7 separate regions of the Mus musculus genome follow, and regions 1, 2, 3, 4, 5 and 7 are each linked to region 6. The links are chromatin contacts, called in public HiChIP or PLAC-seq and promoter capture Hi-C maps. All regions are on one chromosome and are shown on one strand. Each heading gives the region's core, a stretch centred on a gene start, on an enhancer-like site or on the middle of the called end of the contact. The rest is flanking DNA. Distances are from core to core; before and after follow the strand shown. Region 1 holds the start of Cnksr3 (Cnksr family member 3). Region 2 holds the start of Lrp11 (low density lipoprotein receptor-related protein 11). Region 3 holds the start of Armt1 (acidic residue methyltransferase 1). Region 4 holds the start of Akap12 (A kinase (PRKA) anchor protein (gravin) 12). Region 5 holds the start of Zbtb2 (zinc finger and BTB domain containing 2). Region 6 holds the start of Mtrf1l (mitochondrial translational release factor 1-like). Region 7 has its middle 67 kb from the start of Cnksr3.

Evidence for each region. Promoter capture Hi-C pulls out the DNA fragments that hold promoters and counts their contacts. HiChIP or PLAC-seq counts read pairs in DNA pulled down with a chosen protein or histone mark.
Region 1: a contact with region 6 is called in a promoter capture Hi-C map of pre-B cells, with 6 times the contacts expected there. The contact joins the promoter of Cnksr3 here to the promoter of Mtrf1l in region 6. A contact is called at or near these places in 13 of 39 promoter capture datasets (the 3T3-L1 cell line, the C10 cell line, cranial neural crest and 9 more), 5 of 484 Hi-C or Micro-C datasets (Sertoli cells, bone marrow-derived macrophages, embryonic stem cells and 2 more) and 7 of 115 datasets of contacts at active chromatin or transcription factors (cardiomyocytes, embryonic forebrain, embryonic stem cells and 3 more).
Region 2: a contact with region 6 is called in a promoter capture Hi-C map of embryonic stem cells, with 7 times the contacts expected there. The contact joins the promoter of Lrp11 here to the promoter of Mtrf1l in region 6. A contact is called at or near these places in 9 of 39 promoter capture datasets (the 3T3-L1 cell line, 3T3-L1-derived adipocytes, embryonic stem cells and 5 more), 1 of 484 Hi-C or Micro-C datasets (embryonic stem cells), 3 of 115 datasets of contacts at active chromatin or transcription factors (embryonic forebrain, extraembryonic endoderm stem cells and stem cell-derived neural progenitor cells) and 3 of 9 other capture datasets (adipose tissue, embryonic stem cells and liver).
Region 3: a contact with region 6 is called in a promoter capture Hi-C map of pre-B cells, with 6 times the contacts expected there. The contact joins the promoter of Armt1 here to the promoter of Mtrf1l in region 6. A contact is called at or near these places in 8 of 39 promoter capture datasets (the C10 cell line, embryonic stem cells, erythroid cells and 3 more), 4 of 484 Hi-C or Micro-C datasets (CD8 T cells, cardiomyocytes, embryonic stem cells and 1 more), 3 of 115 datasets of contacts at active chromatin or transcription factors (astrocytes, extraembryonic endoderm stem cells and stem cell-derived neural progenitor cells) and 3 of 9 other capture datasets (embryonic stem cells, liver and macrophages).
Region 4: a contact with region 6 is called in a promoter capture Hi-C map of pre-B cells, with 7 times the contacts expected there. The contact joins the promoter of Akap12 here to the promoter of Mtrf1l in region 6. A contact is called at or near these places in 1 of 39 promoter capture datasets (pre-B cells) and 1 of 115 datasets of contacts at active chromatin or transcription factors (embryonic stem cells).
Region 5: a contact with region 6 is called in a promoter capture Hi-C map of hematopoietic stem and progenitor cells. The contact joins the promoter of Zbtb2 here to the promoter of Mtrf1l in region 6. A contact is called at or near these places in 19 of 39 promoter capture datasets (the 3T3-L1 cell line, 3T3-L1-derived adipocytes, the C10 cell line and 13 more), 5 of 484 Hi-C or Micro-C datasets (CD4 T cells, Th1 cells, liver and 2 more), 5 of 115 datasets of contacts at active chromatin or transcription factors (astrocytes, embryonic forebrain, large pre-B cells and 2 more) and 2 of 9 other capture datasets (adipose tissue and liver).
Region 7: an H3K27ac HiChIP or PLAC-seq map of embryonic stem cells shows a contact between it and region 6, with 10 times the contacts expected there. The contact joins the enhancer-like site here to the promoter of Mtrf1l in region 6. A contact is called at or near these places in 5 of 39 promoter capture datasets (the 3T3-L1 cell line, hippocampal neurons and liver) and 2 of 115 datasets of contacts at active chromatin or transcription factors (astrocytes and embryonic stem cells).

What each region holds. Positions count from the first base shown.
Region 1 is chr10:7,210,813-7,213,512 of GRCm38.p6, forward strand. It overlaps Cnksr3 (Cnksr family member 3), which reads right to left and starts at 1,425. Exons shown (of 13, transcript NM_172546.2): 1 at 820-1,425. The coding sequence starts at 871.
Region 2 is chr10:7,588,557-7,591,256 of GRCm38.p6, forward strand. Lrp11 (low density lipoprotein receptor-related protein 11) reads left to right here and starts at 1,261. Exons shown (of 7, transcript NM_172784.4): 1 at 1,261-2,057. The coding sequence starts at 1,496.
Region 3 is chr10:4,431,320-4,434,019 of GRCm38.p6, forward strand. Armt1 (acidic residue methyltransferase 1) reads left to right here and starts at 1,286. Exons shown (of 5, transcript NM_024261.2): 1 at 1,286-1,392. The coding sequence starts at 1,352. It overlaps Rmnd1 (required for meiotic nuclear division 1 homolog), which reads right to left and starts at 1,069. Exons shown (of 13, transcript NM_025343.6): 1 at 947-1,069.
Region 4 is chr10:4,264,948-4,267,647 of GRCm38.p6, forward strand. It overlaps Akap12 (A kinase (PRKA) anchor protein (gravin) 12), which reads left to right and starts at 1,382. Exons shown (of 4, transcript NM_031185.3): 1 at 1,382-1,721. The coding sequence starts at 1,572.
Region 5 is chr10:4,386,712-4,389,411 of GRCm38.p6, forward strand. It overlaps Zbtb2 (zinc finger and BTB domain containing 2), which reads right to left and starts at 1,397. Exons shown (of 3, transcript NM_001033466.3): 1 at 1,134-1,397.
Region 6 is chr10:5,822,664-5,825,363 of GRCm38.p6, forward strand. It overlaps Mtrf1l (mitochondrial translational release factor 1-like), which reads right to left and starts at 1,280. Exons shown (of 7, transcript NM_175374.3): 1 at 863-1,280. The coding sequence starts at 1,100.
Region 7 is chr10:7,277,646-7,280,345 of GRCm38.p6, forward strand. No RefSeq gene overlaps it. Among named protein-coding and RNA genes, the nearest start is that of Cnksr3, 67 kb to the left of the region's middle. Within about 2 kb of position 1,401, at least 35 of the 459 cell types and tissues checked have an H3K27ac peak or open chromatin away from gene starts, as enhancers often do.

The DNA.
Region 1 (2,700 bases), core at 175-2,674, 1.4 Mb after region 6:
CCACTGGTTGATTTCGGTAAACTTTGTACTATTGAAAGAGGTCAAAGAGAGCTGAGTAACTCTAGCAACTATCCCTAGCAATCACGGGAGAGACAAGATAAAGTAACAGGGACCCTTCCACTCCTGCTACACCGTCCAGCACCCACTGAGTTTCCTCTTCCCGAGTACTGTACAGAACCAGACTGTAGTCCAGACACTCGGCTCCCTCTCAGTGCTTAACTGGCCTCAAAACGCTGCGCCCTTGGGGGTCCTGGCGCCTCCAGAGCTGAGTCCCTGCCTCTGCGGGAGTCCTGGCGCTAGGGTCCTCGCAGGCGCGAAAGCCCGTTCGCCCTCTCCAACCCAAACAAACAGGCTGGGCTGGCCGCAGGAGCCTTCGTCTACCTGCCCAACTGCCAGGTCACGCCCGCGAACTGCTCTGGGCCCGCAGCCTTTACTAGATCCAGGGCCAGGGGCAGTCACCCACACAAAGACGCCTTGTGCCTCTGCGCTTGGCTACAGGCAGCAAGTCCACCGTACCCGAACTGGCAGAGAGAGTGCCCTGGCGCCAAATCCCAAGCCCCACATTCCCAGCCAATCTTCCACGGAAAGGCCATCCCATAGCTCCCTGACTTAAATATAGGTGTCCAGTCGGCTGCAGTCAACGCGCACCCCCACCGAAAGAAACCGATCGGAGCAGGCGCACCAGAAAGAGACGCACAAGCCGCTCAGTAGAAGTTTGCTTTGTCGCCGGCAGGAGGGGCAGAGCACTCCAGTGCCCAACTCTTGGCCCGCCCCATCTCCCCGGCTGTAGGGCGCGGGGGTCCTCCACGGCTCGCTCACCTCTAGTCCAGTCCACCACTTGTTTGGGGCTCCACTTGGTCACGGGCTCCATGGTAAGCAGCTTCGCTGTCCGCTGGGCTAGGCAATCGACAGGAGTCCTGCAGCCTGCGCCCGTGGTTGTCCCCTGCGTGTGCCGGGAGTCCGCTCAAGCCTGCATGGCCGCAGTCAGCGGGCCATCGCGCTGCGGTTTCTGCGAGGGAAGCGCGGCCCTGGGTCTCTGCGCACGGGACAGCTATGTCCCGTACGGCTGCTCCCCGCAGCTACCGCTGTCCAGATGCAGTTCCCCCGACGCCGCTCTCTGCTACAGCTGCTTCTCCGCAACCACCGCAGCAGCGGGAGCAGGTTGCAACCTCAAACCCCAGGCCGGGGCTGCCCTGGCGTGGGACTCTTCTGGCCGGGAACTTCTAGGTCGGCTGGCCCTCCGCGGCTCCTGCGAGCGGTGTCCGTCCCCGAGGTCCCCACTCCGCGTGCGCCCCCGCCTCGAGCCTTCCCGCCAGTGGGTCCCACCTCCTGCGCCACCGTCGCGGGCCGCCCGGGCGGAGGAAAAAAGCGGAGCGTGCGCGCTCGGGTTGCAAAGTTTCTGCTCCGCTCGGCGCTGCCGGAATAAGAGAGGGGGCGGGGCGGAGCGGGAGCAACACGTGAGAGGGGCGGGGCCGCGATGACGTAGACTCCGGTTTCTTTCCCTCCTACGTCCCAGCTCCGGACGCCAGGGATCTACTTTTCCTCTTCAAGGGGTGGGCTGGAGCTGCAGCCTGAGTCCTGGAGAGCCGCTTGGCTCCGAAGAGGTCCCAGCTTAGTGGCAGCTGAATCCTGTAAACAGGTTTTTTTGTCTTTGTGTGTTGGTTTGAGATGTGTCTGTTCTCGTTTTTAAAAGCTTCGAGTCGCAATCTCGCCTTAGCTATTCAGCCTTTTAAGTTTCCTAAAGTAGGCCAGTTGTGTGTGTTTTGGACAAATGGATGGCGGTGTGCCACTGCTCCAAGGCCGCTACAGTGTATCAACTCTTCGGTTTAATAACACCAGAATGGCAGCTCTTTGAGTTGTGTTTTGACATAATGTAATAGTCATATTTTCAAAATGACCTAACGCTCGATTCAGATTAGTCATTAACCCTGAGGCGAAAGTTGTCAGCGAGCCAAAAAAGAAAAGAAAAAAAGAGAGAACCTTGCCTAGTTCAGCCTCTGACAGGGAGAGGAAAGCCCTTTCTGTACTACAAGCCTCAATTTGGAAGCAGAGCGCGGGTCTGGGGAAAACCCTATAACCGGTGTTTACCTCCCTCCCACACACATGCAGACACTCTTTTGGCCCTAGTGAAGTCTTCTTTCAATTATAGTTATTGATTTCCATCTTCCCCTGAGCAACTATTAACCCTATCCAAGGAGGAAGCTGCTTGTTATTGGGGTATATTGAGCTGGATCTGATCTTCCCCTTCCAACTACTTATCTTCTGAAGTAAGGGAGTGGCTAGTGTTTATTGATTCAGTAAATACCCGCAGTTGCTTTCCCTGCACCAACCACTGCGTTCATATTTCCTCTGTTAGGATAGCTGCTCTCTATTACACGTGAGAATCACTGCTAGCACCCAGCTATCTGTTGTATAGTGAGTGTTTTGGGTGTACAGCGTACACACTGTCTTAGCCTTCCTGAGCAATTCGTCTATGCAATGGAGAGGTACAACTATCAAAAATAGCGATTTTTTTTTTTTAACCAAGAGTAATTACCCAACCCAGAAACTTGACACCGGCCATGAGAAAATTCCTGGTAGAGTAGCTGCCCTCTTTTTAAGAAATGATCTTTGACATCTGTCTTTCCTTAACCATCTTGACCTCTGCACAGTGGGAACTGTGCCTACAGTTTCGAAAATAGCTATATGATTAGATGACCA
Region 2 (2,700 bases), core at 11-2,510, 1.8 Mb after region 6:
GAACCTCTGAACCTGTAAGCCAGCCCCAATTAAATGTTGTCCTTGTAAGAGTTGCCTTGGCCATGGTGTCTGCTCACAGCAGTAAAACCTAACTAAGACACCATGTACGAGGAAATAGTGTTTTTCAGGCAGAACAGGGCATTGAGGAGGCTGTGACAGCATGCACAAGATCTGCTCAGGGCGAAGCCAGAGAAGATCTTAGCACAGAGGCTAGGTAGTGGATAATAGAGTCCCACCATTGGCCAAGAAGCTGTTCACAATAGCTTGGGGGTGGGGTAGTGTTTTTTCAATCTGGTGACACTGGGTATATAAGCCCTACTCCAGAGGAGGCCCCATGTTCAAGAGGAGCTAGTCAACACAATTCAGATTCCACATTTCTGGGTTTAATGTTGTTTTTGGGTTTTAAAAGTGAAACAAGAAGGGAGGGAGGTGAGTGCGGATCTGGGTGGAGTAGGGGAAGGTATTAGAATATGGTAAAGATGTATGGAATTCTCAAAGAATAAATAAAAGCATTTAAAAACAAAAGGTGACTTCAAAATTAGTAATAATGAGCTTCTCCACGTGTCTAAGCACTTCGTGGGCACTGACTTACTTAACATTCATTTTAGAAATGAATACGATGATATCTTGATCTTGAAGCCGCACACTTCAGAGTATTGTGTTCTATCAGTCAAACTAAATCAGGTGTCATCCATCCCAACACCCAGTAAACTGATGGGAGATCATCAATCGGCCCAACCCTCCTTCCCATACTGCCCGGCCTTTGCCTCCTCACAAGTTCAGCTTTCTGTTGCTAAACTTCTGGTGTTTAAGTTCTCTAAACGAAACTGAAAGGCGAATTAGAACCTGAATGTAAATGTTTTGTTTCCTTTATTACCTACCATAGTCCAAATCTCTTTAATAATAAATAATGCAACGAAGTTGGATTCCAAAAGACTGCCAAAGTTGTCTGTGGTCCCCTGGCTGTACCCGTCGCTCTCCGTAGTAGCCCCGAACTTTAGACTGATGGATTTTCTGACTCTTCCCCTCCCTCCAACCCCGAGTGCCCTGCCCTGTGAGCTATGGCCTTGCGCGAGTCTGCTTGCTGAATGAGGCCTGATGGGCCCAAACACCCACGCTGCTTAGGGTGTGATCAAGCCGCGGAGCAGCCAGGCAACTCCGGGGAGTCCCCTCCTCCTCCCCACCGGGCGCCGGAGACCGACAGACCTGCGGAAGTCCCGCCCCGGAGCCGCCCCAGCACGCCAGGCTCCGCCCCGTCGCAGCCGCTGTCCGCACGCCGGTGCTGATCCACGTAGAGGCCGCTCGTCGTCCCGGTGCGCTTCCGCGGCCGGAGCGAAGATAGAAGCACCGAAAGCTCGCAGCCTGGTAGCAGGGCCAGGGCGGCGCCGAGTCCGGCCGAGTCCGGCCCGCGATGCCTCTCGAAGCCGGCACACTCGCCGCCTCCGTGAAGCAGCCAGGCCCCGGGGCCGCCGAGCTCTGAGGCCGCGCTCGTGCCATGGCCACAAGGGGAGGAGGACCGGGCCCCGGCTTCCGGCACCGCGCGCTCCGCGGGCTGCTGCTGCTCTGCCTCTGGCTGCCCGGCAGCCGGCCCGGGGAGCCCGCCGCTCCGTCGTCCGGAGTGGATAGGCTGCTTCAGGACTTTCGCCGGCAGCTACAGCGGGCACGGCCTCGCGAGGAGCTAGAGCCGGAGCTACTGGGCGGCCCGCGGGAGGATTGCCCGGGTGCGGGCGGTACGGCGGTCTACCGGGCGGTGCCCGATACCATCATCCGCACCCAGGATTCCATCGCGGCGGGAGCCAGCTTCCTGCGCGCACCCGGGAGCGTGCGGGGTTGGCGGCAGTGCGTGACGGCCTGCTGCTCCGAGCCGAGCTGCTCGGTGGCAGTGGTGCAGCTGCCCCGGGGGCCCAGCGTGCCCGCACCTATGCCCGCACCCCGCTGCTACCTGTTCAACTGCACGGCGCGCGGCCGCAGCGTCTGCAAGTTCGCGCCACTCCGCGGGTACCGCACTTACACCCTCAGTCGCGCCGAGGACGCCGCTGGGATCCCTCCCCGGCCAGGTAAGCGACGCCAGGAGGGTCCCGCCTGCTATCGAGCGAGCAAACTTCTCTGCTTCCAGAGGATTAAAGCTGTGGGTAACCGGGAAAGTGGTTCACATTTTTCTCTGACTTTGGGCTGGTGCTAAGAAAGTGCAATAGAGGGGCAGAAGCAGACAGGGTCCGTTGGGCTGCCTTTGGAAGATAAGGGGGCAGATCGGAGAGCACTGACGGATCGATTTAAGACGATAGCCCGGAACCTTCTTTGTCCCAGTAAAGATTATTTTAGTTTTATTTTGTCTCATAGGTTTTATAAAGCGTGTTTTACCGCAGGAAATAGCAAGGACAAGATTTGATTAGATGCAGAATTGCTCCTAAATACCCACTCCTGCTTCCTGGTTTGGCTCTCTGCCAACACATAGCTCCTTCAGATATAAAAATATGAAGGAAAACTTGTCACTCCATCTCCATTCTTTTCTTCCATCCCTTGCCCAAAAATTTCCCCACATTCGTGACCTTGTTGGTTTTGTGTTCCACTCAATTTAAGGAGGCCAGCTGTGTGTGGAGGGGATTGGAGCTCTGTAGTGGGGTCTGCTGGGCTCAGTACACAGTGGATAGTGTGTAAAGTTAGTCTCTCTTTAAAAGGCCTAAACAGCTTGCCCTCTGG
Region 3 (2,700 bases), core at 36-2,535, 1.4 Mb before region 6:
AAGCTCTCCTCCTAAGGACTTGACTCCCTCAGTGACTTGGTATAATACATATAACCAACACACATCCATCACATCCACTTTGGATTTTCAAGACTGGATTTCTCTGGATAACCTATAATTTCTCTCTTTGACTGGCCTGGAACTTGCTTTGTACACCAGGCTGGCCTCTGCCTCTGGAGTGACAGGATTAATACTTATAACCAACACTCATCCATTCTCTTGCTATTTTTTACTTTGTCCTCATATTTAGCACCACTTACATACCTTGTATTTTTAGCTTTTTAATTCATGCAATGACTACTCCTTACCGTGTGCAGTATGCTAGCTCTGGAAATGAGCAAATAAGGGATAATATATATTAGTTAGCGACAGTGATATCAGAAAGCAATAAAGGAGATTTTTGCCTCTCTTCAAAAGCAGGTTTCTGTGTTTGTCCCCCTATGCTCAGTGACAGTAGTGTCCTTGGGCACAGAGGCGTCAAGTAAATTTTTAAAATGAAACACAAGGGAGCTGCAGTTTTTGAGCATTATCCTTAAGCATAATATGTCCATGTGCCTAAGGATAGCACTAATTGCACTTAGTGTTTTAAGTTGGGAGTGGGACATGGGTAGGCCTAGGCGTTTGACGGCAGGGCTGGGGGTGGTGGTGGACATAACCAAAATATATTGTACATGAGATGCAGAATACCATCAATGAAAAAAGCGGCTGCATCCAGGTTAGATTCAGCGGGTAAGTGGGGCTGACCTTTGGGAGCACTTCTTCCAGTTCCTAAGTTCAAGGTGATTTCATGCACCTTGGCAGCTACTACTATGCCCTGCTTCCAACTCGGCGGGGTCGGGAGTGTTTGGCTTGAGGTGCTTCGGATTCCCGGCTAAATTCCCAGGCCCTGGCCGAAGCCCACACCTCCTCACCAGCTTCTCCGGCTGGGGAAGCGCGAAGCACTGACCTGTGCGCGGAGAGGACGACCGCGACGCCCACGCGCACGCTCCCGCCGCAGGAACCTCTGCGGAAACACACCCCGCCCCGCCCCGCTGCGGCGCAGGCGCACTGCAAGCCCCAGGCCGGCAAGCTGGGACACGTGACCGTCCGAACACGTGACCGCTCCGCGCCCCCCCCCCCCCCTTCCGCTCGGCGGGCTACCGCCTCCGGTCCTCCAGGGCTTCCGCTCGCGTAGCCGGAAGGCCCTTGCGCCCCATGTTCTGACCCTGGCCAGACCACCAAATAAAGTTTCTGAGTTCAAAAGCGCTTAAAAAAAAAAAAAAAAAAAAAAAAAGCTCCAACGCTTCCTTTCTGGAACCGCGGCCGTTGAACCCCGGGCGACGCCAGTTGAGTGGCTTGTGGTGCCGGTGTGATGGCCGAGTCCCCGGCGTTTCTTTCCGCTAAGGACGAGGGGTGCGTCTCGCTTTTTTTTTCTTGCGCTCTTGGGAGAAAAAACCCATGTTGGGTGAGGAAGCTGTGGGCGGTCGGGAGCGCCGGATCCTCAAGCTGAGAGTTCGAGTCCCACCTCGGTGGGAGAGAGCCGGCTCGCTGTGCTGGCCGGCGTCAGGACCTAGCTAGTTCCGCTGTGTACCTTCTTCCTTTCTGTCCCGAATTGAGACGCTGGGGCAGGAGTATTGCTGCGAGTTAAAGCCAGCTTGAGCTCGTAGTGAGTTCGAGCTCACTGTGGGATACATTAGGAAAAAGCTTGTCTCTAACAAGTGAGAAGGAAAGGCGCTGCGGGGGCCAACAATTAGGACTCATACCTACTGCGGTGTGTATTAATGGTATGGGTCAAACTAATAACTCTATATTTAAAAACGTCCTAATTTTGCGTGTGCGCGCACATGCCATTATTCGCGTTAGAGGTCAGAGGACAGCTCTGGAGCCGATTTTGTTCCTTCACCTCTCAGGAGTTCAACGAGAACTCGGTCGCGGGCAGCAGATTTATCATGTGCCTTTACCCACTGAGCCATCTCACTGGCCCCCAAAATAAACATCATTAGAAGTAGTTCTTGCAATTTTCATCTTTAGAGTTTTCCCCCCTATACACACTTCTCATGAAATTTGTTAGGCACAATCGATTCACCAAAACAGCTAATAGCAAAATGGAACAATTAGTGGGACGTTAGTTTACTTTAAATTTAATTAAAATTATTTAAAACTTACAGATCGTTGACTGCTGGAATTTTCCACTTGCAATGTTTTTAAACTGGTTGAGTGCCCCTGGGAAGGCAAACCTGTGGACAAAGGGGGAATTACAATATGCTACAACGCTGAGAGCAAAGTTATAAGTAAGAGCAGAAATAAGCATTGGCTAAGTAGCCAATCTTCTTGTCTGGCTGGATGGTTGGTTTTCTTTTGACACGGAGCTATTGAATTATGTAGTGAAGGATGACCTGGGACTCCCAATACTCCTGCCATTATACTCTGTGTCATTATAGAGGGAGACACCACTAGGCTCCAAATTCATATTTCAAATACTTTATTTTCAAATGATTTAATTAGTTTTTATGTGTTGGGGGAGTGTGGCACTCACCTGTGACATTACCCAGGAATGGACGTCAGAGGACGACTTGTGTAGGGAGTCCCCTTTGTCCTTCTACCATGTGGGTTCCAGGGATCGAACTCAGGAGGTTGTACTTGGTAGCAGGTGCCCTTCCCTGCTGAGGCCTGTCTCCAGCCCCTGGAATAGTTCCTAGGTGCTTAGGTGTGGCCTACCCT
Region 4 (2,700 bases), core at 132-2,631, 1.6 Mb before region 6:
AAGACAAATTGAGATAGGTGACACACTTACAAATAACTAAAAGCAACTTGAAAGTCTGTTTCTAAATGAATGAACCCCAAAGAAACTGGCCTTCCGAAATAAGTGGAGAAACCAAATTTTATCCTGAAAAACCGAGTTGTTCCCAATAAACACTTAAATGACCATGAATAAGGACCAAGTGTTATTAGCTAAATTAATGTTTTCATTGATACTCAAGTAACCTGTATCAAATCTAGGGACAAGATATTTATCTGGCATCTAGATTCAATGCTCTTACTGATTTTAAATCACTAATTCCTTCACTCATCCACAGAGCCTCGCTTTGTGGCTCTCAGACTTGGCTGAAACTCACTCACTACCTACCCCATGCAGGCCTCAGGCTCAAGCTAACCCTCCAACTTCAGCCACTGAAGCATCAGGATTTCAGACACGAATCATGGCACCGGGCTCACCTGACATCATTTCATCTTTTCCCCCTAGCATTTTAATGCTTAGTGACGGGTAATCTAACAAAATTTCAATTTAAGACTTATTGGCTGCCATGTTAATACAATGAGTATTTAATCAAGTGGAGGAAGAAAACAGACAGGCCCTTTCTTTGCTAGTACGAGAGAAATCTTCGTGTTTTGATAATGCCGATGGCGACTAAGCAGACCTAAGCCAATGTGGTGTTTAAGCGTCGGGAGAGAGACGAATGGCCTGGATGTGTAACCTTCAGCATCAGACGCTCAAAGGACAGGCACATTTCCAGTAACAGCTTCATTTCCCCGCGCGTTCCCCGGGGAAAGAGGGCGGCGAGTTCTGTTGATGGCATCAGCTGACATCACTGGCTGGGATCATGGGGACGCTGGGCCCACCTCAGCGGTGGCCTGACTGCATCAACCTCTGGGTTTCCCAGCTCCTGCCACGTGAGCCGCCCTAATATGGCCAGGCTCAGGAGCAGCCCAGGAGGGCTTCCTTTCTCCGGCTGAAGGAGAGAAAGCTAGAAACAAATGCTTAAAGTCAAACCCAACCTGAAGAAAAGCAAATGGGGATTTGGGTTCCCGCCTGGTCAAATGTAAATCCTTAGTCTGCAGAAGATCCAACCTTGGGTTATCAATCATTACATTAAAAAAACAAAGCTTTTGCCCCCGCCCCCTTCTTTGCTGCTCCTGAACCTTCTGCAGCCCTGGGACAGACCCCAAACCCCTCGTCCCCCTTTAATGACCCGAGAAGCCCTGGGGGCGGGGTGGGCTGCTGGGGGCCTGGTGTCGGAGCCTCTGGTCCTAGCAGCCTAGGGGGAGATGCTGCAAGGCGTGTCTGGGCTGTGCTCATGTGATGAAGGGAGGGAAAAACAAGGAGGGGGGAGGAGGCTACGAGGTGGCTTTTTTTTTTTTTTTTTCTTTTAAGGAGTTTGCCACGAGCGCGTCCCCTTCATTCTCAGTCCGGGTGTGTTCTCAGCAGGATCGTGGAGAGCGGGTGCTCCTCACCCCTTAGTCCCTGTGGTCCTGGGCGCACATCTCCTCGCCCCTCTGCTTCTCCGCGGTCCCAGGAAGACGGCTAGCCGGCGAGAGTAGGAAAGCCACTGAGCCATGGGTGCAGGCAGTTCCACCGAGCAGCGGAGCCCCGAGCAGCCGGCGGAGAGCGACACGCCGAGCGAGCTGGAGCTCAGTGGCCATGGGCCCGCAGCGGAAGCGTCGGGAGCAGCTGGAGATCCCGCTGACGCGGACCCCGCCACCAAGGTAAGCTGCAGCCACCTGCCCGGGTGGGGCGGGATGGAGATGGGGCGTCCCGGCGGTTTCCGCCTGCCACAACTTCCCGCCGGTACAGCCCATCTGCAAACTCGAGCGCAGCCCTGTGCAGTCTCTGGGGTCTTTTGCACCGGGGCGGGGCTGGCATCTTTGTGGAGGGTCTCTAAGGGCGGCGACCTAGCCAGCCCTTCTGCAACCATCATATCTGCCCTGACCGCCGTTCTCTAGTCTTTCTTCTCTCTTCCGGTGGGCTGGCAGCCTGGGGGATGGCCGGTGGGGCATCCGTAAGAATTGACCACGGCCAGGCTTCTTAAGCCACTTTACACACCCCTAGATCCCAGGTCCCAGAGTGGGGAAGTCGGGACCTGCTTTGAAGCAGGGCAAACCTAGGTTCTAGGTTCCCCGCCCAGTGTTGGCCTTGATACCAGCTTCCACCCGGGCCACCAGGTCTGGTACCCAGAGTCCTGCGGCAGCGCCTGGGACACCGCCTAGCTAATGCAGAGAGCCATGCATGTAGCTCTCTTCCAGACAGAGAGAACCGGAGCAGAAGCACGAATGGAGGGATAGGCAAAGCTCCTGGAGTCCTGTCTCCCTTTCTCACAGTTTACTGCCTGTGGACTCAGTTGGATAAACAAACATTGGAGTTAGAAGTTCTGCACGGATGTAGGAAAAGGCTTAAGTAAGCGTTCCTTGCACTCTTTCTGTCGAGTCCACTGTAAAGCTCTAGATATACTGCATTTTATAGGGATGCTTAGTTTGAGACTGGAATATTTGACCCTGCCCTGCCCATCACAGCCTTTACCTTTGTGTCTTGCTCTCATTATTGTATTTTACTTCTGTTCCTTTTGTTTTGTTATTGTTTAGGGTTGTTAATTAATTAATTTGCTTACTTGTTTTAAGACTGGGTCTCACTCTGTAGCCCAGGGCTGGTTTGGAACTCACTAGCTAGCCCAACTAGTGGCAGTCCTCC
Region 5 (2,700 bases), core at 147-2,646, 1.4 Mb before region 6:
GGGCGCGACCGCTCCGGCTGCAGCCCTAGGCAGCGAAGACCCGCCCAGGAGGCCTTGGCCCCGCCCCGCAAGGGAGGGGGCGGAGCGGGCGGAGCGGCGTCCGGGTCCGCCCCAGGGGCCCAGGGGAGGGGGAGCAACGCACTCTGGTCGCGCCGCTCGCTCGCTCGCTCGCCCCTCCCTTAGGCCCCGCACGCTCGCGCCCGCGCCCGCGCCCGCGCGCCCGCGCCCCGAGTCCCGCGGCGCCCAACACAATGCCGACGCCTACGCCTCGCGCGCGCACCGCCCCGGCCGGCGCCACGGCCCCGGCGCCAGGGGCGTGGTGGAGGGGCGGGAGGGGGGAGGGGAGGGGAGCAGCGCGCGCGAGAGCCTCAGACAGCGCGAGACCCGAGGCCGGAAGCGCGCGTGCGCGCCCCCGCCCGCGAGCGGGAGGCGGAGCCGTAGCAGTAGCGACAGCAGCTGTAGGAGCCGCTGCAGCTGGGAGACGCGCCAGAGAGGCCGGGCCTGCTCCGGTCCGACCGGATCCCTCCCCTCCCCCTCCCTGCTGCCTCCCCTCCCCCAAACCCACTTCCGCAGCTCGCGGCCTGGCCGCCGAGGCGGCGAAGACAACAACCCCGGCGGGAGGCGACGGCCGAGTACGCACCTGATGGGCCCACCTGGCGGGGCTCCGGCGCGGGACCGCTCACCGGCAGCCGCCCGCTCCGGACGCCCTTGGCCGCGGCGGGCAGCAGACACCGGCGACTAGGACCGGAACGCGGAGCGCCCCCTCCCCTTGCGCCCGCCCTCTCGGCTTCCGTCCCCTCCCCCTCCTGCGAAGCCCCGGATGGAGCGGCCGCGACTCGCCGCCGCCCGGCTGCCTGGATGGTTTTGTCAGGCGGCTAGGGCCCCGGCGCCTGGCGCCGTCGCCGCCCCCGCCCCGCCGGGGCCGCCCCCGCCCCGGCGCCCCGCGCGCTAGGGCCCGCCGCCTGCCTTCGCCGGGAGCCCCGGGACCGGGAGTCATTCGTCGCCTTTGTTGCCACGGCCGCTGCCGGAACCGTTTGCGAGCTCCGGCGGCTCCCGCCCCTCCCTGCTGCTTCCCGGAGCCCGGGCCGGGGGCGGCACGTGGGCCCCGGGACGCGGTGGCGGTGCGCGCTTACCTGTCGCCGGTGCGGGCGGCCGCGGCGGGGCGTGAGAGGGGAGGCAGAGCCGGGCGGCCTGGCCTAACTGTCCCCGCCGCCGCCTCTGCCCCGCGTTGCTGCTGCTGCTGCTGCTTGCTGCTGCCGCCGCGGTCGGTGTCTCCGGCGCGGCGGCGGGCGGCGGCGGCGGGGCTTTTCCTGTCCGGTTACGTTAAGGTCACATGACCGAGAGAGCGGAGCGACTAGTGCAAAGCGGCTGAGAGCGGCTCCCGCCGGGGGGGAGAGGCGGCGAGAGAGCAGTGGCGGCAAGAGCCCCTCCGCCCCCCCAGCCGCTCCCCTCCCCCCTGCCCGCCCGCCTCCGCCTCCTGCTGCTCTGCCGCCGTCGCCGCCGCCGCCGCCGCTGCTGCCGCCGCCTGCAGCTCGGCGCTGCGGCTTCCACCCAGCCTGGGCTCGCGGCCCCAGCCAAAGTTCTGCAAGCCATGTGCAGCTGAGGCGAGGAAACTTCTCAGCGGCCGGGCCCGGAGGCTGGCGGCCCGGCCCCCTTGTTTACAGAGTGTTTAGGTAGGACCAGTCCTGCCGCTGCAGACGGTCTTTTCAGGGGTGCAGAGGGAGACGCATGCCCGTTCTCCTGTCAAGAGATGCTTGACATCTCTTGGCTCTCTCTGCCTTTGTCCTTGGACTGCTCCGGGTTAGCTATTCGTCCGAAGATACGGAGTTGGGCTGTTGTTGATCGGTGCTGGCTGAAAGTCATACAGAAGTAGCTATCGTTGCATGTCCTGTGTTGCGAGGTCGAGGTGCTTGCTGCGTTGCATAGGCGACTTGTAGGCTAAGCTGTTTCCGTTAGGATTGAGTGGGATACTTCCCTGCGCGTTAAGCTTTGTGGTGCTTTGCGCTGTGTGCATTTGGACAGGACGATACTCTGGTTGACTTTTGGTCTCTTGAGGATCTAGTGGAGTAGAGTCAAGAGTTGCCATCCTGTGGGGTGTGTTAAAGGGAGATTCTGAAACAGGTAACATGGCGGGGGAATTGGAATGCCCTGATTGAACCTTCTTAAGGGTTTAAAGTTGACCTTTTATGTTTCCCTTTTGCTAGAAGTTGTGCTTCAGGTAGTACAGTTTTATCCCTTTTGCGTGCTTGAGTTAGTGGTTTACTTTACATAGCTTAGATTTTACGCTTGTTTGTAAATAAGTGCTGGCAGCTAACACTTGGCTTGCCAGCACAGAAGTCTGTAAGGACCTTGATGCCAAACCCGTTTGGTTTTGAAAGTCAGACTCCTAGCACAATGCTGTACACTGACTGTGCGTCCTAGAAACCTCGAGTGAGTGTGCTTAGCAATCCAGTTGTATGTACACCTACTGATGACTAATTTCTTCGAGGATGTAAACATCTGTGTAGCTGTAGTGTTGCCCAGTGTGAGTAACAGATCCCGTGGATACCTGCCTTGAACTTTCCTAGCCTTTGATCAGCTAGATGAATGGCTTGTAGAGTGCTTAAACGTCTGCGTCCACAAACGAGTCCTGACCGTGACCTGCGAGTTCTAGGGCATTATCAGTAAAACAGCAGTGCTGTCCTTCACACTGGAATGCTC
Region 6 (2,700 bases), core at 30-2,529:
TTAGGAACGCAGACACTTTGGAATCTCGAGGGAAACATGAATTTCCAGGTCTCGAGTTCTAACCATACAGTGCATCGCTCCTCTTGCACTGCAGTGTGCCAATGCCATACACTCACCTGCGGCTTTAGTTCCTCTGCTGGGACTAGCGAGTCTTTCCTGTGCAGCTGAGCTGCCAGTGTGAGACCCCAACTTACAGAGCATTTCTCCCTGGAAGGTAAAGAAAGCCCCTGGACGTTCCCCAAGCTTGCTTTCCCTGATCTCTAAAAATACAGCCAGAAAGAAGCTCTTTGTTCTCTATAGCCAGCAAAAAGCCTTTTTGTTTCTATACTTTACAACCAGAGATGCCTGCCTTCCTGTGCTGAGGACACGGAGATAAAAATTCAGAAAGAACTCACTACCCACTCCTGCCTTGTAAATTTCACCAAGGACACAGAAAAGAGAAGAACTCTCTTCCCAACTCCTCCCAACTCTTCCCAACTCTCCTCCCAACTCCTCCCAATTCCTCAGCTAGCTGTTAAAAGCCCCCTACTGCCACTGCTTGGGGTCGAACTCCCCTGCCCGGCACCGTCCTCAGCTAGCTGATAATAAAACCTCTTGCAGTTTGCATCAGGTGTGGTTTTCTCTCGGGTCACTGGGGTGCTGGCCAGCTCATCCCGGGACTTGAGCGGAGGCCTAGCTTCGGGGGTCTTACACCAGGAGGGGAGAGGAAGCAACCGAGAACCTTAGTGACTTCAGAGGACTAACTTGGCAGAGCACCTTGTCCAGGGACTGCTCTAGAGAGCCCAATGGAGGATTGTCAGAACCCTAGTGACAAGATCTGGAACGCAGATGGCTTCCGAACCCACTAGAGCGGGTGGCTTACCGTGCAGCAATGACTCCGTGTCCCGCAGCTCCCGCTCCTTCTCGCTCAGCAGTCGGGCGGCCGCGGCCAGCTGGGGGTACCCAGCGTCCAGACCACCGGCCTCCGAGCCCACGCGGCGCTCCAGGAAGGCCCGCAGGGGCCCGCCGCGGGCGAGGAGCTCCTCGGAAGGCGGCGGCGTGCGGCTGAAGGCGCGGCGGGCCCACAGGCGCCGGGCACCGCTCAGAAACCCGCTCCGCATCCTGGCTGGGCCGCCCACCTAGCAGAAAATATACAAACACTCTAGGAAGGTCTCCGATCCAGAAATGTTCTGCCGGAAATGTTACGAGAACTTCCGGCAAAGCGTAGTACAGCCTGGAGGTCCTCTAAAGTCAAAAGGCAAGCGGGCAGGGAGGTCTGGACGCGTTTGCCCCGCCTCCAACCCGAGCGCCGAAGTCTCCGCCCTACCCCAGGGGAGGGGCTCCGGATTCTCAGCTCCTCCTCCAAATGGGACAGGTCTGGGGCCTCAGCCCGCCCCCCTCAGGGCGGAGCTCCACCGTCTCAGCCCCGCCTCCACGGGGGCGTGGAAACCACCCACGCCTGACTCCCACTTCTAGTGGGCGAGCTCTGCTGCCTAGGCGTGACCTTGAGATAGCGAGTGCCTCCAATGCCTCAGCCCCGCCTTGAGACAGAACTTCACCTCCTCAGACCGGCCTCTAGGGAAGAGCTCCAATGCCTCAGCTCCGCTTCCTCGGCCCCGCCCTCCAAAGGAAACTCCAAAAGCGCGGCTCCGCCTCCTCAGCCCTGTTCTCTAGGGAAGGAGCTTTAACGCCTCAGTCCCGCCTTCTCGGGTCGGCTCCTGGAGGAAGCGCTTCCTCCGCCTCGTCTCTCAGGGTGGAGCTCCACCTAGTTCCGCCTACAGGCTGAACTCAGAAGCCTCACCTCCAGACCAACTCTGAAGCCTCGACTCCGCCCTCAGGCCGAGTTTGGCTGCTCCCCAAGACCTGTTCCCCAGCGAGCCAGGCTGGAGTGAACAGCAGGTGTCTGCAGTCTGAAGGTGAAGGTTTGCTTCTCAAGGCTGTGAGACTTAAGGATAGTCAAGCGACCAGCAGGCACAGAGTCCACAGCCACAGAAGTCATCTATCTCCAGTCTCTAAGGCTTAATTATAGGGTGGTCATCTGACATAGGTTCCTTTCAAGGACAGGCATATCCTACTAAACCTCCCAGGGACGCTACAAAATCTGTTTTCCTATCGTCACCCACCACACCAAGCACTAGGTTTCTCCGTTTCCTGCCTCACATTCTGATTCACTCAATCCGACTCTCCATTGCTCTCTCACTTTCTTGCTGTTGCTCCCTCCTCCTCCATATCCAAGTTAAAACTAACAAACTACAACACAATGAAGCATTTTAAAACTTTCCTCATTCTGCTCTGAAGTTGTAACTCTCGGGGAGTACTTGCTTACCTTGCTCAAGGCTGTCTGCAGCCCTGCAATTAAAAAAAGAAAGAGAGAAAAATCAAAGGCCTCCCTCTAGTGGACATCCACCCTCCTGACTACTAACTTATGTATTTGCAATTCAAAAGACTTAACCACTGCCTACCAGAGAAGTGGGTAACAGGATGTGAATAAACCAGACAAGCCACTCCTGAGGATGCAGAATTTGAAGCTTAGTCTACTTGCGAATTCTACTGGATTACTAGCTGTTTTTTGGACCATGGTGGTTCACTGCTGATCAAACTGTTCTCTGTTTAGAATCAAATGGGTACTCTTACCATTAACACTAATCAAAATTACTAATTTCAAGATTATATAAAATGAATTTTGCATCCTATCTAATCAATCCTTAGCATCACATACAA
Region 7 (2,700 bases), core at 151-2,650, 1.5 Mb after region 6:
TGTGTGTTTGTGTGTCTCTCTGTATGGATGTTTGTGCATGTGTATGTATGTGTGTATTTGTGTGTCTATGTATGTGTTTGTCTGTGTATGTGTGTGTATATGCATGTGTATATCTGTGCATATATATGTGTGTTTGTATATACGTATGCCTCCGTGTATGTTTGTATGCATGTATGTGTGTATATGTGTGTATGTGTGTCTGTGTGTATGTATGTATGTGTATGCATGTGTGTTTGCATGTGTGTATATACATGTATATGTATTTGTGTGTATATAGGTGTACATGTGTATTTGTATGTTTGTGAGATATATATATATCTGTCCATGTGTGGATGGGAGTGTTTGTGTGAATTCCAGAGTGCATGTGCAAGGCTTCATCAACTTCCCCTATGAGCCATCCCCTTCACCTATGTTTGTATTTGTAAGACAATATTTTGCTCTGTAGCCCAGGCTGGCCTCAAACTTACAGCAAAGCTCTTGTCTTAGCCTCAAAAGCTCTAACATGATAGGCATGAGCCACCACACCCAGCTGCATTAGCTTTATTGTTTAAAAAAAAAAAAGCATTACTGAAGAACAATGCACATGGGACAGGCTGCAAATACCCCAAATGTACAATTTAACCAGAGGCAGGATCAGTGCTATGAAACCAGCTCAAGAATGAAGATAATGACCACACATTCACCATCCACTGCCCCCAAGCTTCCTCTATCTCTTTTCCTCCTCCCTCTATGCCCATCCCAAAACATCTTCTATTTTCCTTTGAGAGAAGTCAGAGGGCCAGAGAGATGGCTCAGTTGGTAAAGAGCTTGTCCTGCAAGCCTGAGGATTTGAATTCAATCTCCCAGAACCCACAGTAAAGTGTCCACACAGGACAGCAGGCTCCTATGATCCCAGCTCTAAAGAGACAAAGACAGAAAGATTTACAGGGCTCCCTAAGGCAATCTAACTTAATGGATGAGTCTCTGTCCCAATAAGAAACCCTGTTCCCCAAAATAAGATGGCAAACAATTGAGGGAGACCTCTGATTTCCACATTCACACACAAACGCATATACATGCCCTGCATATGCACACATGCATACACTACACACACACTACACACACACACACACACACACACACACACATTCTGGAACACACATACACACAGAGAAAAATATCAGAGTGCTTTTTTTTCCCCAAGTACTGTTTTTAGTTGCCCAAATCCATCTCCTGAAGCTGGAAGGCAGCTGCTAATCTGTGTGAAACACGCATAGTAATCTGCTTAGTCGTCTGGCACATGCTTCATGTAGGAAAAAAATAGAAGAATAATAAAATGCAAGCAAATTCCAAGAGAGCGGAGAACATATTTGGCTTGTTTAAGAAGCATAAGGAGAAGTATTTGCCTCAGCTTTAAGCCAGCACAGCATTCTTCCCTGTGGGGAGTAGGGGCAGGAAGGGCCAGGAGCAGCTCAATACTCAAAGTGGCCATGTGTTATTAAAAAGAAAGGGACGGCATTGCTTAAGGAAATGCCCACTCCCGTGACAGAAAGCCAGCTCACTTCAGCTCAGGGAAGCTCTCCTGTGTCTGTGGGGGGCTGCAACGATGAGACAACTTCTCCCCAAATGAACGTTAATAGACTGGAAGCTTTAACGTAGAAAGCAATGCTCAGAGTTTATTCTTTGAGCTGCATCTGCTCTGAGGGGGAGCAATCCTCCAGCTCTCTTTTTCTTTTTAATGTGAGAAATTTAAGGGAGAGAATGATTCTGAATATGTAGATTTTTCTATTAACTAACTATGTGAGTCTATACACATGCCATTTCACTCTGACTTCTTAATGAAATAATGCGAGAATTGAACTTTAAAACCACTTCAAAGTCCCTTCAAGCTTTAAACGGTATAGAGTGGGACATTTTCTGGAATATCTTTGTACCCCATGGGCCTCAGCCAGTTCAGATCTATCCCAGAGCATGTAGAAGGCAAGTGCCCGCTACTAACCAACAGTCCTTCCCACCACTCTTCTCTGTTGCTACTATTAGAAAGCTACCGTATAGCCATCATATAACTCTGGATTAAGAAGAAATCAAGTCCATTAGCATTTTAAATTGTTTCCAGAAAGGATGGAGAGCCATGTCACAAAACTGTCCTTGTGAGAATATTGCTAATTCTAGACACCCTTAAGTATCCAGAACAGCGTGTCACATGTCCTGTGTAGCAGCCCCATGGTTTTAGAGTGAGAGACTTTCCCCAGGTGTCTGTCTGTGTGTTAAGAGCACTTCCCTGCCTTTCTACAGCTGTGAAACTACAGATGATTGTATTATAAAAGTCTATGAGGGTTAAAGGATGCTTGTGACCCAAAGTGACATGTGTGGGAGATTTGGCCACTATAGGCCCTACTAGAACTTTCCCTGGGTTTCAGAGTCCTACGTTCCAATCTTCCTTTAACCCATTTATCGCCTACCGTTTCACTGTAGCTGTCTGGCTGAGCATCTCTGCCCGTGGGAGTAGTTATTTAGTTAAACCTGCCTCCTGCTCGTGATGCACAGTGGCATACACCCTTAATCCCAGCACTCAGGAAGCTGAGGCTGGCAGAACTCTGAGTTCGAGGCTAGCCTGATCTATAGAGTGAGTGAGTTCCAGGATGACCAAGCCACACAGAGAAACCCTGTCTCGAAAACAAACAAACCAACAAAAGCATCTAAGTCCTCAGCTATACCCGC